Linked DNA regions of Sus scrofa: region 2 is linked to region 1. The links are chromatin contacts, called in public Hi-C maps. All regions are on one chromosome and are shown on one strand. Each heading gives the region's core, a stretch centred on a gene start, on an enhancer-like site or on the middle of the called end of the contact. The rest is flanking DNA. Distances are from core to core; before and after follow the strand shown.

Region 1 (7,941 bases), core at 2,138-4,637:
AGCTCTCTGGTCCTTAACTTGGATCTTATCTGCCAGCCTCATTTTTGGTTAAAATCTTTATAATACAGTTTTATCTTGACTCTCAGCACCCACCCCCCAGATAAATTATTTGTAAGAAAAATAGATTTAGTCTTTGAAGTGGGTCATTTTGAATGTTCCATTTGGGAGTTTCATCTTTGAAACCATTTAAGATTTTAGGATGGGAGAGTTAACATTATTAGACTTTTTTTTTTTTTTTTTTAATGGCCACACCCATGGCATGTGGAAGTTCCTGGGCCAGGAACTGAATCCGAGCCACACCTGTGACCTAAGCCAGAGCTGTGGCAGTGCCAGATTCTTTAACCCACTGCCCTGGGTCAAGGATTGAACTTGTGCTTCTGCAGCCACCTGAGCTGCTACAATCAGTTTCTTTCTTTTCTTTTCTTTTTTCTTTTTGCTTTATTAGGACCACACCTGCAACATGTGGAGGTTCCCAGGCTAGGGGTCTAATCAGAGCTACAGCTGCCAGCTAGGTGTCTAATCAGAGCAACGCCAGATCTAAGCTGCATCTGCCACCTACACCACAGCTCGAGGCAATGCCAGATCTTTAACCCACTGAGCAAGGCCAGGGATTGACCCTGCAACCTCATGGTTCCTAGATGGATTAATTTCTACTGTGCCGTGATGGGAACTCCTGCAGTCAGATTCTTAACCCACTGTGCCAGAGCAGGAACTCCTCAACTTTTTAATTTAGGAAGATAATTTGATGTCAGTGCATGGGATGTATTAGAAATGACAGGCGCTAGATCATCACTCACTAATTCAGCCAGCATTTGAGGAACACCAAATGTGTCTGGCTTGTTACACAGTGGAAATTTAGAGATGGAAGACATAGTTCCTGCATTCTAGAACCTTGCAATCTATTAGGGGAGCCAGATAATCAAACTATGTCATAATTTCATCAGTGGTATGTTAAGAGAAGTAGTACAGTATGGAAGGAAAGACAGAAGAGAGACACCCACTTAGACTAGGAGTTTCAAGAAAGGTTTTTTAGAAGCAGTGATAAAGTCCTTTCTAAAAAGCAAATAGGTGTTAGTCAGAAAAGAGGACAGAGAAGATCTTTCCAGGCACAGGCAAGAGCACATGTATAAATACTAGTTAAGGGTTTCTTTTAATTATTGAGGTGAAAATTCATGAGTATATTTAAAAGGCAAAGTACATAGCACTTGTTGAGTAACTGGGCACTGATTGGTTTTAAGGTTTTGAACCTGCCTTGGTTATTGGGAAAGAGTGGTATAATTGCAAGAATAGTGGATGCGCTAAGAGGTGGAGGTAGGCAAGTGATACTCAGTTTTGGACCTGTGGGTTTTGAGGTACAGTGGGATTTCCATATGGGTGTATGAATGCACAGTTGCAACCTGATGTCAGAGTTTTGGGCTAGAGATTGAGATTTTGGATTCTCCATAAAAGTAACAGTGAAACCTTAGACACATGGGTAAGATGTCAGGAGAGACTGCAGAACAGAGAAGGAAACGAGGACTAGAGACAGAGGAAAATAAGATGATACTTCTTTTCCTTTTTAAGGCAGTATTTATATTAGAGCTTTTTCTTTTTCTTTTTCTTTTTTTTTTTTTTTTTTTTTTTTTTTTTTTTGTCTTTTGTCTTTTTAGGGCATATGGAGGTTCCCAGGCTAGGGATCTAATCAGAGCTGTTGCTGCCGGCCTACACCAAGAGTCACAGCAATGAGGGATCCGAGCCATGTCTGACACCTACACCACAGCTCATGGCAATGCCAGATCCTTAACCCGCTAAGCGAGGCCAGGGATTGAACCCACAACCTCTTGGTTCCTAGTTGGATTCGTTTCTGCTGCTCCAAGACGGGAACTCCCCTAAATAAGAGTTTTAAGGGTTTTTTTTTCACCCCTCATTTTACTTCAAGGAAATAAAAGGATAAACGAGGAGGAAATATTTGTTAGGAGTTTATATTTATTGAAACTCCAAGATACTAAAAATGTGCCTAGAGTCAAAGATAATTCCATTTTGGTAATTGTGAAGATAAGGAAGGCTTTCAACAAGGCTTTTTACTGGAAGCAAGAAAAGATTTTCTGATTACCCTCCAATGAATCAGAATGCCCCTGAGAATTCCAGGTAATTTAGGTTTTGCTTGTAAACTATTTTGATTTGCATCTGTTTCATTTTTTATACTTAAAGTTTGTATATTCAGAGTGCCATTGATTTATAAGAACTGTATCTGATTTTTCTCATGTGGAGTATGTTACGTAAAAGATTAAACATTCAACTTTGAAAAGAGCACTTATGCTGTCATAGTTAAGAGGATGTAAGCTTCTTATTTATTACCAATCTCACTTGCTTTCACATCTCTCTCAGACCAAGTACATGTAGTAATAAAATCAAAGAGAAAAGGAAACTAGATCATCTGTTGCAAAGTGGAAAGTGAACTAACTTTCCCGTAGCCATACTATTATTATACAACCTGCTAACAGAGTGTTTCAGGCACTTTGGGAAATAAATGTGATGGCATGCCCCAATCACAGCATGTCTCTCTCCAATGAGGTTCTATGCCTGTAGTGCCTAGCCTTTCTCAGTTAGGTACAGTAATAATAGCTAGTGTTTATCAAAACCTTAAAGAGAAGTTCCTGGCATGGCTCAGTGGTTAATAAACCCAAGTAGTATCCATGAGGATGCAGGTTCCATCCCTGGCCTTGCTCATTGGGTTAAGGATCCAGCGTTGCCGTGCGCTGTGGTGTAGATTGCAGAAGCAGCTTGGATCCTGTGTCTCTGTGACAGTGGTGTAGGCTGGCAGCTGTAGCTCCAATTGGACTCCTAGCCCGGGAACCTCCATATCCTGTGGGTAATGCCCTAAAAAACAAACAAACAAACAAAAAACAACCCCCCCCAAAAAAAAACTTAAAGCATGCCAGACGTTCTACTTACCACATTTAGTCCTCATAACATTCTTGCCAATAGTGGTGGTTATAAGAGCAATAACTATAGTTTGTCAAGTTTTTAATGTTTTCTAAGCATTGTGATATATAGTTATGTACATTCATTTAATCCTTGCAGAAACTGAGTGTGTTTATCAGTATATTTTTTTTTCCCCCTCTCTAAGCCTCTGAGGAGTTAAGCATCTTGCTCTGCATAGCTGTGGTCAGGGCTTAAACTCAGGTTTCTGAATTCTAAAATCTGTGCTTTTTGTATTATACCTGCTGCCTCACTGTCATTTCCACTGGATGGCAGTGGGGACCACTGACCTCCTTGAAGCTTATGACTGGTACCTAAGCAGTGTTGCTAAAGTAAAATAAAGCAAAAAATTTAGGGCTACCTTGAACCTGGGCTGGTTTACTGTTTTATAGACCCCTCTTCAGAGTATGAGTGCCACCTGCTGGAAGGTTATAATGTATCTATGTGCTTGTAAGGTCCTTCCCTAAAGCTTGTCACAGGAGTGAAAGTGTCAGGTGTCAAAATGCTAATTCTTAAATTTCAGCTTAGGAATGCTGGGGCATTTTGAAGTTAGGTGAATCTCCTGTTTGCTACCAAGTACATTTCCTCATTTATTTTCCTTTTTTTTTTTTTTGTAGGGAGGGGAGGGTTACACATTAAAAAATGTTACACTCAATGAATGCATTCTAAAAATAAAGCTTTCTAAAAATAAAGATCAATGGTCAAATGAATCATTCTGTTACATATTACAGATCAAATGCGAATAAAAAATTGGATTTACTTTGAGATAAGTGAGTTATTGAAGCATAAGAGGACCCTTTCCTTTTAGATACTCTGAAAAAGGAATCTGGAAGCCCTGGGGCATCAGAGACTTGGCGAACAAAAAGTGCGGATGAAACAGGAAGAAAGATGGGTGGATTAAAATACAAACAGATTCTGTAATTGATAGTGTAGCATAAGAGTTCCCAAATGGAGTCAGGATCCTCAATAGTGCTTTAGAGAACAAAGTTTAGAATTACAGCTTTAGATTGTTATATGTTTAGGACAGTGAAAAGCGGACATTTTTTATAGTCACTTATATGCCCTGGAAGGGGAATCAGAAAAAGTCTTTGCATGCCCGTTGCACATTTTTCATTAGGCTCCTTTGGGATCATGTTAGTAATCTGTAAGTATCTGGAAGAGATATTATCTCTTAGTGTGGGGTTTTGACAGGAAAATCATGCTATAGTTAACTGCTCTTTATGTGATTAAGGCATATTTGTAGTTGCATGATGTCATGTTGAACAAATATTTGTGTGACAAGAGATTAAAGTCCATTGCCAAGATGTGATATTGCCAAGAGTTCAGGAAAGTACCAGCGCGATCATCATCTCTTTCTTTTATCCTTTTTCAGATCAAATGTGAAAGAAGCTTCACTAGCACGATAGTATCTTAGCGGGTAGATTTCTGAAGAGAAAGGGCTTGTGTGTGTGTGTCTATGTGTGTGTGTGTAAATTATATGAGTAATGCTCAGTATAGAAAATGCATCAAGTAGAAGAATAGGAAGAAAGAAAAATCACACAATCCCATTCCCTAGAGATAACTATATTAACATTTTGGTATAGTTGCTTTTTTATAAACATTTAATATTTTGCAGCCTTTCATTTATTTTAATTTTTAATATTTTAAGAAGAGAAAAGCATATTGACTTTATTTGATGTTAATTTTTGTGTGACATAGTGGCCTCCCTAGAAAAGAAATGAAGATGCCAAGAAATAAGTCAACCTGATATGCCATTTTTAACCAAGAGCCATAAATTGTAGAGACGTGACAAGACAAAGGGTTTGCAAACTGTGGGAAGGTAAATATGTAGGGGAAACTAATGAAAGATAAGGCCTCTATTAGCATGGTTTGTTTGTGTTGATCCATTGCAGGGCCGACTTTCTGTCTTCTTCATGGTCATAAAACTTCCCTGGGAGAGGGGATTTATGGCAGTCCTCATTTCTCAGAGTTTCTACTTTCAGTCCCATAAGGGAAGCTCCAGGAAGGCTCCTTTCTGCATCTGCTGACTTTCCAATGCCTTCGGCTCCGAATCATTCTTATGCCAAAGTATCATATTTTGGGGTGGCCCATTCTGATCCCCTTCACCCTCCTCCAAAGTAAAAGATGAAATTTAAATCTGAGGGAGGCAAAGAAAGGGGAAATTCTGTATCAACTTGCTTGGTTAGGAAAAAACACAACACATTGTTTTCCTCTCTGATTTTTTTTTTTTTTTTAAACTGAAGTATAGTTGACCCGCAACACTAATCTTAGTTCCAGGTGAACAACATAGTGATTTGATATTTCTAGACATTGTAAAACCATCATCGCACCCCCTTTCTATATTACATCACAGTATTACAGCATTAAAGCCTAAGTCTTTTCTCATGTATTTAAAAACTCTTGGCTACAGCAGAAATGATCTCAACATTGTAAATCAACTATACTTCAGTAAAACTTTAAAAGATGAAAAGCAACTCTTGGCATCCGTATTTGAGACTGTGATATGTGGCTATACCATAATTTACTCATCAGTTTTTCTTTTCTTTTTTTTTTTAATGAATTTTATTATATTTATAGTTGTACAGCGATCATCACAACCCAGTTTTTCAGCATTTCCATCCCAAACCCCCAGTGCATCCACTCGTCAGTTTTTCTTAATATTGAAGAAAATCGTGCTGTTTATTGTTTTTGTTTGTTTCTTCAGTAAATAGCAATAGAGAAATTTACTTTTTTATTTGTTTGTTTCAGTAAATAGAGAATACATTTTTGTGTATTCTGTGGCATTTGTTTAGGGCCTAGCATATTTGGTTTTGCTAGCCTTGAAAGTAAGCAATGATTTAATTAATCTCTGCTTTAGTTTCTCAAGTGTGGCTCCCTTTGTTCCCTGTTCCTGTGTATCATTTTCTTCAGGATTTTGTAGCATTTATTGCATTTGCATACCTTTCAAGGCACACCCTCATGGTACCTCTTTGCTTTTACAGTTCTGTACCGTTAAATATCTCACCCAGAGCTATTAGGAGCTATGCTTATGCTCTTTACATCAAGCCAGCATGCTAAAAATTTTGCTAGAGTGGTGCTGGTTGAGAGAAAAATTCCTTTTTAAGCCTAAAGTAAATGTAGCTTGTGGAAAGTTAGAGTCCCTAAGATAACTATTTTAGACATAATCTATTCAATTTATTAAAAAACAAAACAATTTAAAATACCTTTTGAAAGAAGAGCAATGTTTTATAATATTTCAAGCTATTTACTGGTTGATTTTGTAAGAACCAGGTCAGTTCAGTAGATTTTTTTTTGACAGACATTTATTGAGCACTTACTAGTGCTAGGTACCATTTTAAGCACTGGGGATCTAAAAGCAACAGAAATTTTCCCTTCATGGAGCTTATATGTTAATGGAGAGAGACAGACAATAAAAAACATAAAATAAATAAACAATACCGGGTCCACCATTTGTTAAATGAAATCTTGGGAACAGGTGTATTTTGGATACAGTTTCTTTTAATTTTGGAAAGACAGTGTTTTTATATATATTACAAAATATTATAAAACATATATATTATAAAAATATAATATATTACCTAATACCCAGGAGAAATTCTGGTGTAGTAATCAAACTTTTTATTAATATTTATTTCATGATAAAAATGTGAGCATTCACACTCGGTGGGCTAAATAAAGGCAATAGCAGCTTTATGTCAGTGCAAATATTTCTATAAAATGAGTATTAAAGGGTAATTTTCAAAATAGGTAAAATTACGACTGTGATGCAGATATAAAAGAAACACATTTTATTTATCTATTTATTTTTTGGGGGGCCCTCACCCTCGGTATGTGGAGGTTCTCAGGCTAGGGGTCGAATCGGAGCTCAGCTGCCGGCCTACACCACAGCCACAGCAACGCAGAATCTGATCCACGTCTGTGACCTACACCATAGCTCATGGCAATGCCAGATCCTTAACCCACTGAGCAAGGCCAAGGATCGAACCCACAACCTCACGGTCACTAGTCAGACTCGTTTCTGCTGTGCCACAATGGGAATTCCAAAAGGAACACATTTTAAAGATTTTATTTAACTCATTATTTTGTTAATGCATTTTCAACTTTTTTTTTCTTTTGTCTTTTTAGGGCCACACCCACGGCATATGGAAGTTCTCAGGTTAGGGGTCGAATCAGAGCTGCAGCTGCCAGCCTATGGCACAGCCACAGCAACGCCAGATCCGAGCTGCATCTGCGACCTACACCACAGCTCAAGGCAAAGTCAGATTCTTAAGCCAGTGAGCAGGGCCAGGGGTGGAACCCATGTCCTCATGGAAACCATTTGGGTTCATTACCACTGAGCCACAACAGGAACTTCTTATTTAACTTTTTAAGTGAAAGAACCAAGTAGATGTTATAACCCATTCAAAGTAGAATCCATAGGACAGACATATTTATAAATCAGGACTATTAAAATGACATGCAACAAATTCAGGCAAAACTTTCATCTTCTACGATATGAGAGGGAAGTCAACAAACATCTACTGGACAGGACAGAATTTGTTGTAGATAGACAAGAACTATTCTGCATTATTGTCAGTTTCCTATAATGTACAGAGTTGTAAAATAGCTTCCATAGAATCAGAATCAGATGACCTGAAAGGCTCTGCCTTTGACAGTGCATGTTTTCCATTGAAGTGTAAATTTTTTTTCTTACCTGAGTTACTAGAAAGCTTTTGGTTTTCTGAGCTCTCTAGAATGAAAGATAAGGGCTATAGTGCTATTGTATGTTTGATGTGACAGTACTTTGCAGGGGGGGTGGTAATAATTAAATGCAGAGGGGTGATTATAATTTTAAATAGAAGGGCTGGACAGGACCTGAGGGGGTGACATTAAAGACTGAGTCAAAGTAGATGAGATTTTTTTTTTTTTTTTTTTTTTTTGCCTGAGTAACTGGAATGGTGGAGTTGCTATTAACCGAAATGGGGAGAGAGCAGTTGGGGT
Region 2 (7,941 bases), core at 1,617-4,116, 97 kb before region 1:
GAGAAAAGATAACTAAGTGAGGGAGTTCCTGCAGTGGCTCAGTGGGTTATGAACCCTACTAGTATCCATGAGGATGAGAGTTCGACCCCTGGCCTCTCTCAGTGGGTTAAGGATCCAGTGTTGCCCTGAGCTCTGGTGTAGGCTGGCAGCTGTAGCTCTGATTCGACACCTAGCCTGGGAGTGTCCACATGCCAAAGGTGTGGCCCTGAAAAGCAAAAAAAAAAAAAGAAAAAAAAAAAAGAAAAGAAAAGACACCTGCCTGTGGCTTAGCACTCAGCCAAAAGCAGCTGTTGCTCTGATTTCCATTATTGTTCCCTTTGTAAAGAAAGTGCATATGTGTGCTATAACTAGGATTAAAAAAAAAATAACTAAGTGAAAAAAATAATAAGCTCAGAGTTCTGGAGGTGTTTGGGCAAGATAAATTCTAAATGTGTAGAAAGTTTTTTATTTTTTTTAAATATATATACTTTGGGAAGAACTGGAAAGGATTAGAGTGTGAAAAAAAGAAATCTGTAAAAATGGAGAGTGATGTTTCCTTATGAGTTGTGAGGAATAAAGGAGATGATTCTTTTATGCTATAATAATATATGTATTAATCCTACCATTAATTTTTTTTTACTGCTGTTAATTTTTTAATGGGAAATTTTGATGATCGTTGGCTCTTCAATATCTCTATTTCTAGAGTGTCATGAAGTCCTTAACAAATTGTTTCAAACATATCAAAAATCCATATAGCTCCTATGATCACTATGTATTCACTCTCTACATCAGAAGTGAGTAAATTTTTTTTTCTGTAAAGGGCCAGATAGTTTCTATACTTCTCTAACAGGCCAGTAAATATTTTAGGCTTTGGAGGCCATGTGGTCTCTGTTAAAAGTACTCGATTCTGTAGTTGTAGAGAAAAAGCAGCTATAGATAACAGGTTAATGAATGGGCAGGGCAATGTTCCAGTAAAAGTTATTTACAAAAACAGGCTCAGCTGGATTTGGCTTGGACTATAGTTTACCATTCCTGGATCCAGGTTAGTGGTTAACAGATGCTTTCTCTATAAATGTGTGTATATGTATATGAAATATATATATATATATATTTTTTTTTTCTGAACCACTTGAAAGTAAGTTGCAATCGTCGTGGCACTATACCTTTTAATATTTTAGCATGCATCTCCTAAAAATAAACATGTTCTCGGAGTTCCCGTTGTGGCGCAGCGGAAATAAATCCGACTAGGAACCGTGAGGTTGTAGGTTCGATCCCTGGCCTCGCTCAGTGGGTTAAGGGTCTGGTGTTGCCATGAACTGTGGTGTAGGTCGCAGACATGGCTCAGGTCTTGGGTGGCTGTGGCTGTGACATAGGCTGGCAGCTGTAGTTCCGATCCGACCCCTAGCCTGGGAACCTCTGTATGCCATGAGTGCAGCCCTAAAAAGCAAAAAAACAAAAAAAAAAAACAAACAAAAAAAAATTCTCTTGTGTAACCATAATACCATAATTACAGCTAAGAACAATGTAATTTTGTTCTTTTTAATAGAATGGAGATTGTATAATATAGTACAGAAATTATGAAAATCCTTAGATTTGCTCCTCAGCCATTGCAGCCTATTGAACTCTTTGTCTTGGTCCCTCTTTATCTTTTTCTTTTTTCTTTTTTTCTTTTTTTTTTATTTTCCCACTGTACAGCAAGGGGATCAAGTTATCCTTACATGTATACATTACAATTACATTTTTTTCCCCCTCCCTTTGTTCTGTTGCAACATGAGTATCTAGACATAGTTCTCAATGCTACTCATCAGGATCTCCTTGTAAATCTATTCTAAGTTGTGTCCGATAAGCCCAAGCTCCCGATCCCTCCCACTCCCTCCCTCTCCCATCAGGCAGCCACAAGTCTTTTCTCCAAGTCCATGATTTTCTTTTCTGAGGAGATGTTCATTTGTGCTGGATATTAGATTCCAGTTATAAGTGATATCATACGGTATTTGTCTTTGTCTTTCTGGCTCATTTCTATCTTTTTCTTAATTTATTTCTTTAGGTAGAAATCTGTGTTGGGTAACCCTGTTTGCTGGTTTCATTTGGCCCAAGTACACAATCAGATGAAAGGAATATTTTAATTGTTTTTATGTGTTTGGTTTGTATTTTTAAAAATCTGGGTTTTGTTTCTGTATTTTATGTGATTTGAAAGAGAGAATTTTGTGTAATTTATAATCAGAAGACAAGACTTCATTAAGTTACATATAATCTCTGTAATTTTCATTTGGTTGTTTGTACTTGTTTACACCGAAGAAACTGAAGGAAGGTGAAACCAATAATGTGCTTTGAAAAAGTGGCTAGTTTTTGGATTTTCATGCTAAAAGAAGGAGGGAAAGTAATATAAATATTTGTGTTATTGTCAAATTTAACTTTATTGTGCTTTTATGTGACAAGAATTTATAACACTTCAGATAAAGCTGGACCACTCTGAGAAGTTGTGCTGCAAATTTATCCAGGTCCTTGCCCTACTTTTCTCTTCAGTCCCCTACCCAAATTTAGCACACTGCATTGTGCTGCTTCCCATATCATCTCTTAGGCTGTGGATGCAAAGGGCTGTCTACAGCAATTTCTGCCTGGCTGGAAGGAAAGAATTTAATGTGTTGGTACAACTGTGGGTCTGTAGGCTAGTTAGGAATAATGGGCTGCAAGATGGAATAAATAAGACTTCTTCTTAGATTAATGACATAACTATTAGTGGAGGCAGATTAATTATTAGGAACAGACTCAAGATTATTGTTACATCTCTGTATTCTATGAAGAAACAACAGCAAGTAATTCAGGATGGCTAGAATAAGTACATGGGATGGAGGTTGGAAATATATTTGAGAAGGCAGAGCCTGATCATTGTGTGCCTGCCTGGCTAAAGAATTCGGCCTTTAACCTGATAGAGAATTGGGGTAATAGATTCCAAATGGAGTAGATTCCAATAGTTTCCCAAATGGAAATAGTAAATTTTTTTTTCTGATTGTAAAAGGAGCACATGCTTGTTATAAAATGCACACGGGCAACACCAAAAAATGTTGACATTCTCTAGAGATAACCACTGCTAATAGTTGATTGTGTAACCTTGTAGAAAGGAATGTCATGATCGGTTTTGCAGCAGTGTGGAGGATGGAGAGGACAAGAGAGGCAGGAGAGTGGAACAGGAGACTCTTAGGGAGTTCCTGGTGAGAAATGAGGAGAACTTGTTCTTAGTGACAGCTATGGAGATGGGAGAGGGGCAGGGCTGGGGGAAGGTCACAGGCATTTAGGAGGTAGGTGAGATTCAGTGACCAGCTGGATGAGTGGGTGAAGGACACCCCAGAAAAGTGTCCGGGAAGGTCGCTGAGTGGAATGCCCAGAACCTGGGTCCAAATTGTGAGGTCATTGAGGTGGCGTAAAAGGAAAAAATAGCAGTTTTACCAACTGCATAATTCCAGAGTGGAAACTGTATCCTTTGTTCTAATTTTCTTCTGGTTTTTCCAGGCTGATTTAGAGAGGGAGTGTAAAAGTAAGAATTCAATTCTGTTTTGATAGATAAGAGCTGTTAAATCTATGTCCTTTTCTTTGCTAATTATGTTTCTCTCTTGAATTAGTTGAGGATAGCAAGTTCTTTTAAGGAGTTGCTTCTGTTTTGGTGTATAACTATAGCATTAGCTTTTATAGTTCACAAATTTCCTGTTAGAATCTTTAATTTTTTTATTATTTAAAAATTAAAAAATTTTTTTTTCATTTTTGGCCACCCTGCGGTATATGGAGTTCCCTGGCCAGGGATCAGATCTCTGAGTTGCAGTTGTGACCTATGCCATAGCTGCAGGCAACACCAGGTCCTTAACTCACTGTGCCAGGCTGGGGATCGAACCTGTGTCTCTGTGCTCCAGAGATGCTCCTGATCCCATTGTGCCACAGCAGGAATGCCAGAATCTTTAAATTTTTATTCTGAAGAATTGGGATCGGAGTGCAGTGCGAGAGGCACTTGGGCAAGTTGTTGGGAGAGATTCTTTGACCCTGAATCAAGCATTGTTTTGGTGTCTAGTAGTACCTTGCTTTCACCAGGTTCTGCTATGTTCCATTGAGAACAGGCCTATGGAATTCAGTGTGAAACCTCTTTTCTGTGTTGTATAAAAATATGCATAACAGTGCAGTGTTGGCATGGACTCTTGAGTTCTGGGACACAGTGAAGGATCCTCTCTCTCCAGGTAACTAAAAGATGATTGATTGGTAATGCCTGGAAGTTGTGGAACTAAGCATTTGTTCCTGGATGAGAAAGACTTAAGTTTCTGATGCCAAACTCTGCTTTCAGGTAGTATTAAACATGAACTTTCCTATGCTTAAAATTTTCTCAATTTAAAAATATCCCCAGGAGTTCCTGTCATGGTGTGGTGGAAATGAATCCAACTAGGAACCATGAGGGTGTGGGTTAGATCCCTGGCCTCGCTCAGTGGGTTAAGGATCTGGCGTTGCCATGAGCCGTGGTGTAGGTCACAGACATGGCTTGCATCCTGTGTTGCTGTGGCTGGCAGCTGTAGTGCCTATTGGACCCCTAGCCTGGGAATCTCCATATGCTGGGGGTGTGGCCCTAAAAAGCAAAAAAAAAAAAAAAAAAAAAAAAAAAAAAAAAAATCCCCATAGTAGGAAATTTGACGCTTTTTTTGTTGTTCATCTTTGCTGAACCATCCTCACTATTGGGACACTTTATTCTATCCACCTGAAATCCCCTGTGTCACCATTTCAGGAACTTCTTGTTTAGTTTTATCTATATCCTTTCATGAACCTCTAATAAAGAGTTTCCTTGATATATGCACTGTCATAATAATACATCTCCTTTGAGGTTTGATCTGGGTAAGGATTGTTGAAATACAATAGTCATAGCATTAACTTAATTTTTTTTCCCCTAGAATTACTTTCTTGTTTAGACTCTATTATTACTATTTTTACTATCCTTTTCATGGATGAAGTTACTCATCTGAGGTCTTACTCAAAATATTATGTAGTGAGAAATAGGCTTTCCCTCATGGTCATTGATTGGGATTGTGGAACAGATAAATAGAATTTAGGAGAGACATTGTCCTCCGTGGTGTATTCTCCTACTTAATACTGGTGAAAATTAAAGAAGAGTGTAATAAGAAAGATTTATTCTGAAGTTTTGCTCTTGGTTTTTATTTATGCTTTAAAGCTTATTTCAGAAAGTTTGAATTTTGTTCTATTGGTTGTGCTCTTTAAAGTCAGTTTATTCCTCGTCATTTAAAAAGTGGCTTCCTTGTAACCAGCTAAACTGTTGTGGATCATGATGAAGCATATGGAAGCTATGTAAATTGATGTGTTGTTCGCTAATAATTTTTTCTTGGCCTCCATGTTTTATGTTTATATCTAAAAATTTAAGAGCTAATGTAATGAACATCAGTTGTTAGAGGCAGACTTTTCTGAGCTCAGATCCTAGCTGTTTAACTTTCACAAATTATGAACTTCTTAGCCTTTAAAATGAGGTTAAGAACTATCTCACAAAATTTTTATGAGACTTAATTGAGATAATTAAATATAAAGAATCTGGTACAGTGCTGCACAGTGGGGTCTAAAAGACTCTGGCTCCTCCTTTCTTTGCTAAAAGCACATTGGAGCTCATAAAGAAAATGGAAAATTAAATCTCTTAAAAGTTTCATTTTCCCTTTAAAAATTAAAAAAAAAATGTAAATGCTGTCTCGTCTAAGCGTTGTCATCTCATGGAGATGAGGATAAATACACTTGTAATACCTTGGGGCTTTTTCAAAGAGCTCATTATTCTACATTTAACTGCCTAGTACAATGCTTGGCACATAAATGAGCCTTAATACATATTTGTTATAGGGATGCCTTGCAAAGACAGAAAATATTCTCTGTTGCTTTATTCTCTAGAATACCTCAAAAATTGTAGTGAAAAAAAAAAAGACCTATTTATCTACTTGGAATACTTGGTTTGTTTTGGAAGAGAAATGCTGTTTTATATTTAAGGAAATTAAGTATATTCAGTTGGCTTAAAATTCTGATTTCTTCTAATATATTCCTTTATGTCAGAATTTTTGTGTTTTGAAATGAAGGCAACAATGTGCTCTTAAATATTTGAGAACATGAAATTTCCGAAGTGTTTAAGAATGGCTCTTTTGGAGTTCCCCTGTGGCTCAGTGGGTTAAAGATCTGGCATTGTTATTTCATTGGTCTGATTTGCTGCTGTGGCTCAAGTTCCTTCCCTGGCCTGGGAACTTCCACATGCCATGGGCATGGCCAAAAGAAAAAGAAAAAAAGAGTGGCTGTTTCTCTGAACTTCACTATTTGACCCAGCATTTATTGAGCTTGTACTCTAGACTGTGCAAAGGGCAATGGAAAGCCAAAGATTACTGTGGTCTCTGTTCTCAAGGACTTTCACTTTAGTGACAAGGGCAGAGAAGAAAACCAAAATTACCTTTTAACTGGAAGGTACTATAGTATCTGTGTAGAAAAAGGTAATCACATAGGAAGATTGTCTGTTCATATTTGGTGCATAGATGTGCTGTCTGTGCCTGTGTATATGGTGGGTGCATCAGGAAAGCTTTTTGAAGAAGCTGAGACTTGAAGAATGGATGGCGAAAGGTTTAGCTGGAAAGTATTACAGATTGTTCAAAGGCAGGGTGGGTGAGAAGCCTACACGTGTTTTGTTTTGTTTTGTTTTGTTTGTAGAGTAAGAGAAAAGTTTTAATACACCATTTGTAGTTAATGATACAACAATATACTTAGAAATCTTTGGGATTTTGACAATGTAGATGGCACAGTTAATAAAACTGACCTAACTGCGTAGATGATATACCATATCTTGAGTGCAAAATACATATTTTCTCTTTCTTTTTAGCATCTCTTAACTTACATAGTTACAAAATTCTTTTTTTTCTTATAATGAAGACTTTTAAGATCTATTCCCTTAGCAACTTTCAAATATGCAATGCAGTATTATCAACTATAGTCACTATCCTACAAGTGGTTCTTTATGGCTGGAGTTTCAGGCTAAGGTAAGGCTGTAGAAATAACCACAGGCCAAAGAAGTTATGAAAGAGCCTATGTGGCAAGATAACGATTTTTACAATTATGATATGCATTTTAGAAAGATCATATAGCAGCATAAAAGTGAATTATTAATTAGATTCGGGTTTACTTAAAATACAAGGCAAGTGGTCTTAACAAGATAGAGGTATTTTCCTCACTAAAGCCCAGACTTTATGTGGTGGCTTTAGGATCTGAGTTCACAGGGTCTCAAGTTCCTTCTTTCTGCTTTACTGTCCTTTGGCATAGCTTATGTTACCACATGGTCCAAAGTGACTGCAGGAGTGCCATTCATCATGTCCAGGTTACAGACACACACCCAACTAAGTCAGTCCCCTTTACGTAGCTTTCCTAGAAGCTCCATCCAGTCACTTCTATTTCTAGCTCATTCACCAGTCCTAGCAGCAAGAAAGGCTAGAAAGTGGACACTCTTAACTAGATGCATGGTGCCCAGAATAAAACCAGGGTCTATTACTAAGGAAGAAAGGGAGAATGGGCAGATGGTAGGTAGGCAGTATGTCTGCCTCAAAGGGGATTGAGAATGGTAGTAAGGAGACCAATTTAGTACTACAGCTAAGGGGTAGTATATGTAATCTCTTACAAAAGAGATTTGATTGAAAGTCTTAACATACAAGAATATAACTCATTAGTAACTGAGTAGGGAAGCTGTTCTGCTGGGAAACGTAGAGGATTTAAAGTATTATTTTGATACCATACTCTAAGTTCTTAGAGCAAAAATTGTTTTAATTATTTTAACCTTTGAGTTAAAATTTTTTTCCAATTAAAGTTTTAGTAAAATTGGGTATTTCAGTACTAAGGAGGATTAACATTGGTAAGAATGATATTGATAGTAATTACTTAAAAAATGTACATAGTATACTTTTTGCAGCCATA

What was found. A called contact is a pair of places that touch in the nucleus more often than the background predicts.
Region 2: a contact with region 1 is called in a Hi-C map of liver, with 5 times the contacts expected there. The contact joins two enhancer-like sites. A contact is called at or near these places in 4 of 47 Hi-C or Micro-C datasets (epiblast stem cells and liver) and 1 of 2 datasets of contacts at active chromatin or transcription factors (alveolar macrophages).

Annotation. Positions count from the first base shown.
Region 1 is chr1:76,657,322-76,665,262 of Sscrofa11.1, reverse strand. The region is part of intron 2 of CDK19 (cyclin-dependent kinase 19); the gene reads left to right. Among named protein-coding and RNA genes, the nearest start is that of CDK19, 130 kb to the left of the region's middle. Within about 2 kb of position 3,387, at least 6 of the 83 cell types and tissues checked have an H3K27ac peak or open chromatin away from gene starts, as enhancers often do. A contact at or near this core is called in liver, where this site is marked.
Region 2 is chr1:76,753,441-76,761,381 of Sscrofa11.1, reverse strand. The region is part of intron 1 of CDK19 (cyclin-dependent kinase 19); the gene reads left to right. Among named protein-coding and RNA genes, the nearest start is that of CDK19, 36 kb to the left of the region's middle. Within about 2 kb of position 2,866, at least 3 of the 83 cell types and tissues checked have an H3K27ac peak or open chromatin away from gene starts, as enhancers often do. A contact at or near this core is called in liver, where this site is marked.